Linked DNA regions of Oryzias latipes: region 1 is linked to region 2. The links are chromatin contacts, called in public Hi-C maps. All regions are on one chromosome and are shown on one strand. Each heading gives the region's core, a stretch centred on a gene start, on an enhancer-like site or on the middle of the called end of the contact. The rest is flanking DNA. Distances are from core to core; before and after follow the strand shown.

The links. A called contact is a pair of places that touch in the nucleus more often than the background predicts.
Region 1: a contact with region 2 is called in a Hi-C map of gastrula embryo, with 2.3 times the contacts expected there. The contact joins the enhancer-like site here to the promoter of LOC101171576 in region 2. A contact is called at or near these places in 5 of 5 Hi-C or Micro-C datasets (embryo, fibroblasts and gastrula embryo).

Annotation. Positions count from the first base shown.
Region 1 is chr6:16,570,463-16,573,554 of ASM223467v1, reverse strand. LOC101171576 (multiple epidermal growth factor-like domains protein 11) reads right to left here. Exons shown (of 26, transcript XM_020704033.2): 16 at 1,997-2,143. Among protein-coding and RNA genes, the nearest start is that of dennd4a, 22 kb to the left of the region's middle. Within about 2 kb of position 1,649, at least 1 of the 8 cell types and tissues checked has an H3K27ac peak or open chromatin away from gene starts, as enhancers often do. A contact at or near this core is called in gastrula embryo, where this site is marked.
Region 2 is chr6:16,504,184-16,507,341 of ASM223467v1, reverse strand. LOC101171576 (multiple epidermal growth factor-like domains protein 11) reads right to left here and starts at 1,492. Exons shown (of 26, transcript XM_020704033.2): 1 at 1,204-1,492.

The sequences.
Region 1 (3,092 bases), core at 400-2,899, 66 kb before region 2:
AGAAAGTGGGTCTCATCAATTTATTAAGTTTTTATTTTTTATTTTTAAGGCTGTTCTTTACGTATTTTTCAATATTTTTTTGGTGGTGTGCTCTAATAAATATTCAGTCATAGTTCAAGAGTTGTAACAAATAGTGTAACATCATGTCAGCTAAAGACTTACCTTTTAGGAATGGCTTTTAATACTCAATAGTTAGTGGTATTTTTTGTTTTACTCATTTTAATTTATGTTTTTATGAATGTTTTTATGTATTTTACTGCCTTCTGTAATTCTTTGCTCTTGGTTTTAATTATTTGTCTTAGTTTTTTTATTTTCCTTTTATCTATATTTTTTGTGAAGCACTTTTGGCAACCTGATGGCATTGTAAACATGGAACACTTAAACAACGGACACTAAACTGTTGGAGAAATTGTTTAATTCCAATCCAGAAGTACCATTTAATTGTTTACTAATGAGGCGCTGTGTGATTTTCAACCCTAAATATACATTTTGGGTTATTGTTTTCTCATAGTGAAAGCTAAAATGTCAAGAGTTGATTTACTTTGCCAAAAAGGAAACTGCAGCAAAAGGTCAGAAGAATTTAGAGGACTACTTGCCTTGATTGCACAGAGAGCCAGAGAAGCCGGACAAGCACTCACACTGACCGGTGACATGATGGCATGGCCCGGTGCTGTGCACACACTGTGGACACGTCTGGCTGCATCGGTGCCCGTAGAACCCCGGCGAACAGGCTGCACGCAGCAGAGCGTGTTAGTAGAGGACAGAAAATCAGTCATGAGCGTTGGATGGAACAAGAGGTATATAATTATGAGATGCAGCATAAGAGCGATCAAGGGAGCAGAGAAAAATCATGGATGGAGGAATTAAAAAGAGAAAAAAGAGAGACAGCAAAAGGCCAGCAAGAGCAGAAAAGTCAGTTATTATTGTAATCAATGTCAATTTATCTGCAGTCACAGATAGAATAGTAAAAGAGTTAGGGGAACTGCAAAAGTCTGCTTTATGACAGGTCTTGAGAGAAGTTTTATGGTTTAATATATCAGGAAACACAACTGCGTTAATAATGCAGGTTTTATTTTAAATATGAAAGTTAAGAGAATTTTCAGAGTCTGAGTGTAATATTACTAGTAATATATATGTAAAGTTATTAGTTGTGCAACCATAAAATAAGGGCTGTGAGTTCTACATATGAGCGTCTTGTATTAAAATTCTACGTTTGACCTAGACATTTTACAAAAAACTAACAAAAAAATTATTGATCAACACCTTTTAAATGAAAATATAATCTAATAAGAACTTATTTTGAGCATTAAGCAAGCAAATATGTATCCGCTTTTGGAGATGGAACAATCCTCCGATTGAAACTTGCCTGGAATAATACACCACAAAGCTGCAGCCATGTGGTTTCTACCTGATAGCTAAATTACCTGTGTATATTTGAATGAAGTTATCATTTCTCACAAAGAGGAAAAACATGTGTGGTTTGTTTAAATCTTATGTTCTACTCAAGATGATGTTTACTGGTCTGTAAGTGCGATTCTTGCTCCCAATCAGCAAGCTCCTCACTTGAGAGCGACTTCAGACAGACCCCATTCAGAAAGCAGAGCTGCTGCTCCCAGTGAGCATGCCCACTGATGAGCCTCAGGCGAGGACTGTGAATCTCCCACTGTGAGCTGGTTGTTAAGGACAGTGTGGGAGTGAGAGGAGTGTGTGCTTGTGTGTGTGTCCAGGGGGTGTTGTAGGGAGAAGGGGGTTGGGGGGGGGGGGGGTTGACGTGATTAAATGATAGTTGTGTGGAAGGATTTACACTCAAGTTATTATGACCAACAGCCAAGTGCCTCAGCTCAGTTGGCTCACCCTTTAACAATTCTTCAAAGATCAAAACAAGGTCAGGACTGTGATGGGGTGTGTTTCTGTAGTGTTACCAGTGTCACACAATTCTTTTTTTCTTCATGTCTTAGATGAAGAGGAGCTGCCTTAACATGAGGAAGAGGCTCACTTCTTTTGCATGAGGTCCCTCGGTATCCAGGTGCGCACACACATGTGCCATCCTCAGGAGAACAGGAGCCTCCGTTCTGACAGGAACAGCTGAACGAACAGTTGGGTCCCCAGAAGCCTTGCAGGCACACGTTGTCACAGTGGATTCCTGCAGGCATGTTAACAAAACGAATACTCTGTGAACGCACAGTGCAAGAGGGCGAAAAGCTGGAGTGCAGTCACATTTCCGAGCAGAATATCTATAAAGACGCATCTTCACAGAACTGCATCATATTATCCCTGCATTTATCCGATCTATGCATGGCTATTTAGCAGGCATGGACCCTCAACTGATTTTAGTAATAAAAAAAGAAGATTCTTCGGTTTGAAAAGTGTGTTTTTTTTATAGCACAGCCCATCTTTCACACTCCTTTCCTTCTTTCCAAATGTATTTTATTTTTGATCTGACTGGGGCTTCTTGCCAATGTACTGTGTTGATTAACAGGGTTGGACCTCCAGAGAGCCAAAGCTTGTCTCCCATTCTCTTTCAGCAAAGCTGGGGTTGTGTGTGGAGCTGAAGGGAGGTGCTCGGGCTACAAGAGCGCAGTCTGGAAGTGTCAGTGTTTGGTACAGCTCCAACCAACAATTGGAAAAACACAGCATCCTCGCAGGGTTCTCTCTGCGCGCACGAATGCATTAACACATCCATCAGAGCAACACGTTTCCTCTCGGCTTCTCAGAAAAGCCGGATGAAAGGAAGAAGGGTACACAGTGCGCTACATGCAGAGCTTCAAAAATGTAAAATAATGTATAACAATGCAGCCCCACACACACATATTTAGCGTCAAACACTCATATGTGCATGAGGAATATGCAGACTCTCATCCACCAGCCATGTTTGAGACTTCATTTAAAATTTCCTTTGAGTGGGAATATCTGAGGAAGGTGTTGCCATTAAAGTGGCATTAGAGCAGTTCCTTTAAATTAAACCTGAACTAAACTCCGGAGACTAATGTCACAGTGTATCCACAGCAGAGCAGGCGTGAAAGACTAAAAGAGAGGAAACGTTGAAACTGATGGGATGGAGGGGTTGATTAAGTCAGGAGACGAGCTTTGGA
Region 2 (3,158 bases), core at 243-2,742:
AGGAATGATGCTGAAGTGTAATTATAGACAAACAAAATATCACCCCACTTAGAAATATAAACAAAAATTGGCTCTTTGAAAACCTCCTGGTATAGAGCCAGAGTTGAAACCAAACCTGCATGGCTGTTGTGACAAGGTGCATTTGTAATAAACTGTTTTATGATAAATTGTTATAATACACAGAGCCCATCCAGAGCATCTGCCACAATTTATGCAGCTCCAGCTGAGCAAAAACAAGAGTCTGGCTTTTGCGGAGACTCATGAGTGTGCGTGTTTGTGTGCAGAAAGCACTAACCAGTTATTTGATATAAGTCATGGGTTTTACAAAGAAGCGCCTTGCTCTGTTTGTTTTGGGTTATTCTCACACAGGAAATCAGCATCTGTAATGATTTCATTATCACACAATGGTGCATATCTGATTGCAGTAGAGACTAATGCAAGTTTAATCAGTGGTTACAACTTGCACTCTATTGCCATCTAGCGGCTGAAAAATAGATGAGCAGGAATCTGCAAAGTGTTAAAAATTTCCGTCACCACGTTCACTTTTAAGTCGGGATTTACCTAGTGTTTTATAGGAGTCCTGGTGCTTGTTTGGGCCCCCAAAAAAACAAACAAACAGCACAAATGACCAGCAGGAATGTGTTGCAGTTAAAATAAATCCAAACAATAAAACATTGCATTCAACCACAAGAGGCAAACTTATCTAAAAATGACCAAAAAAGCGAAAATCAATTAGCCCACTCATGCGTACTGAGCGTTCAATGCACCAAAGCAGTTTTTTTTTTATCAGTTTGGTGTCAAACACCTGGGAGGGTGAGTAAAAACAAAACATTAGACATGCTGCAATACCTTGATGTTCACACTCTGGGAAATTAGATAGCTCTTTTCCTTGGCACGTTTTCAAGTGACAGAGACTCGCCAACAATTAACTAGAAAGCTCCATTTGTCATATCAACCAGCAGCACTTCTCTCCTAACGCCAGGGAAATAAAAATAAAAGGTAAAAACACTGCAAAGTTCACAGTTGTCCACTGGAAATGCATGTGTTTCTAGTTGATGTCGTTCATCAACATCTGCACAGCCGATTGTCAGCAGTGGGAGCCCGGCGGCGGCGGCGGCGGGGACGACCCGCATGCTGCAGCATCATTAGGCTGCCCTGACGACTCACTCAACACCGATTTTCTGGGGAAAGCGTCCAACTCACCCTTTGTTTCAGCATCCTTCCAATGGAAAAGTTGACGCTTGCAAACACAAGAGGAGTCACTGCGCGACACACTCCTTCATCTTCAGGAAGCCTTGAAACTCTGGCTGCAGGTAGTTTCTGGACTTAAACCCGAGCAGGTGAGACCAGATGACCGCAGCTCCTTCCTCCCGTCTTCCCTCTCCTCTCTTCGGACGAAGCGCGGCCCACTTTAAACTCTGGTGACGTCATGGCTGCTCCCTGATCCTCCCAGCTTCACACCTCCTGGCTCCTCCTGTACCACGGATGGTCTAGTCCAAAAATGTCCTCCTCGGGTTGGAAAGATGCAACCTGCAGGAAACAGTATAATAACTCCCTGCAGGACTGCAGATCAAAAATGGCTGAAGTATCTGAAATTATCTGGAGTGTGAACAGGCAAATTGCCCAGAACAGCATAATTATCATAATTAAAACATAGATTTCTGCAAGGATGCATATGCTCTGAGTTCATATGAACCTGAAACGAAAGATCCAGACACTACAGACAGGTTTTTCTTTAAAAAGATGCTTAATTTATTCAGATGACTGCTTACAGGTCAGCTGATAAAAAATTACAAAAGTATGAAAAGGAAAAATATTACCTTGGGCTTCAGGAAGTTTTGGTATCATTTCAAACTCTTCATTAGACTTTACCGGATTGTTGGGGTGTTCTGAAACATTTGTGTAGTTGTCAAAAGATCAAAAATAGTTTCCCAGTCTTCTAATAACAAAAAATAAGCTAAACATTGGATTAATTCTAAACCCTTCCTAAAAATTCCAATGCTTTAAGGAAATACTTCTTAAATCCAAAAGGAAAGAGATTACAGCCTGCATTGAGTAAATAATAAACTTTCAGATCAGTCTGTGAGTACAGCTTATACCAAAAATATTGTGACTGAAATAAAGTAAGATTCAAATTCAAAGGTGGCCATTTTATGGATTAAACAGATGTGAGTTTGTGGTCGGCAGATTTGTTTACCACCTGTTTCATTTTTATATAAAACATGTCTGATGCTAAAAACTGAACAGATGGAGTCATATCTTTAATGGAGTCGAGCATACAAGCTCATGTAAATACATTTCCCCCTGAGCATTTATATATATGGGCACAAGGACCAGTTGAATGGCTCATTAGGAGTTAACAGTTAACTTTGCATGGATGTGTTCAGCTGATCCGACCAATCACAATTTCCAAAAGAGGAACTTGTGACGTCTGACTTTACTGTTGCTCTGCTCTGTTTTGTTCTCAGTTCTTTAGACTGTTTAAATTGTGCAACCAAGATCCTAGATTGTTTTTTTAAAGCAAATACTAAGAAAATTATTTAAATGTTTGAGCAGCAATTAAGCCACAACTAGGGAGTGTGAGGGATCCTGCCAGTTTTTATGATGAGATTATTATTATTATTATTATCATTATTATTATTATTATTATTATTATTATTATTATTATTATTATTATTATTATTATTATTATTATTATTATTATTATGATTATTATGATTATTATTATTATTATGTAAAAACAGCTAAATTGGATTTTCTAGTTTTTTTCTCCTTTTGTCTTTCATAGTTGAAGTGTTTCTATGATCAAAAATATAAGCCTCTCATATCTTTTTTTAAGTGGGACAATTTGCACTATTGGTGGTTGACTTAATACTTTTTTGACCCACTATAACAAATATTTGGGGGTTTAATATAAACACACATTCAGGCATTTTACAGTAACAGGGAGTCTGTTTCCCCAAAAAGAATTCAACTGACAATAGTTTAACTTTATAAATTATCCAAAATACAAATTACTCTTCCACTGACATGGTAGCTGGGTCCTTAAATGATCATCCATCCATCTTCAGAACCTTCAGGGTCATAGGGCTGCCTGCTGGAGCCACCCCAGCCTATGTTTAATGAAGGCAGGGGAGACTTTGAATAAGTGGCCAGTC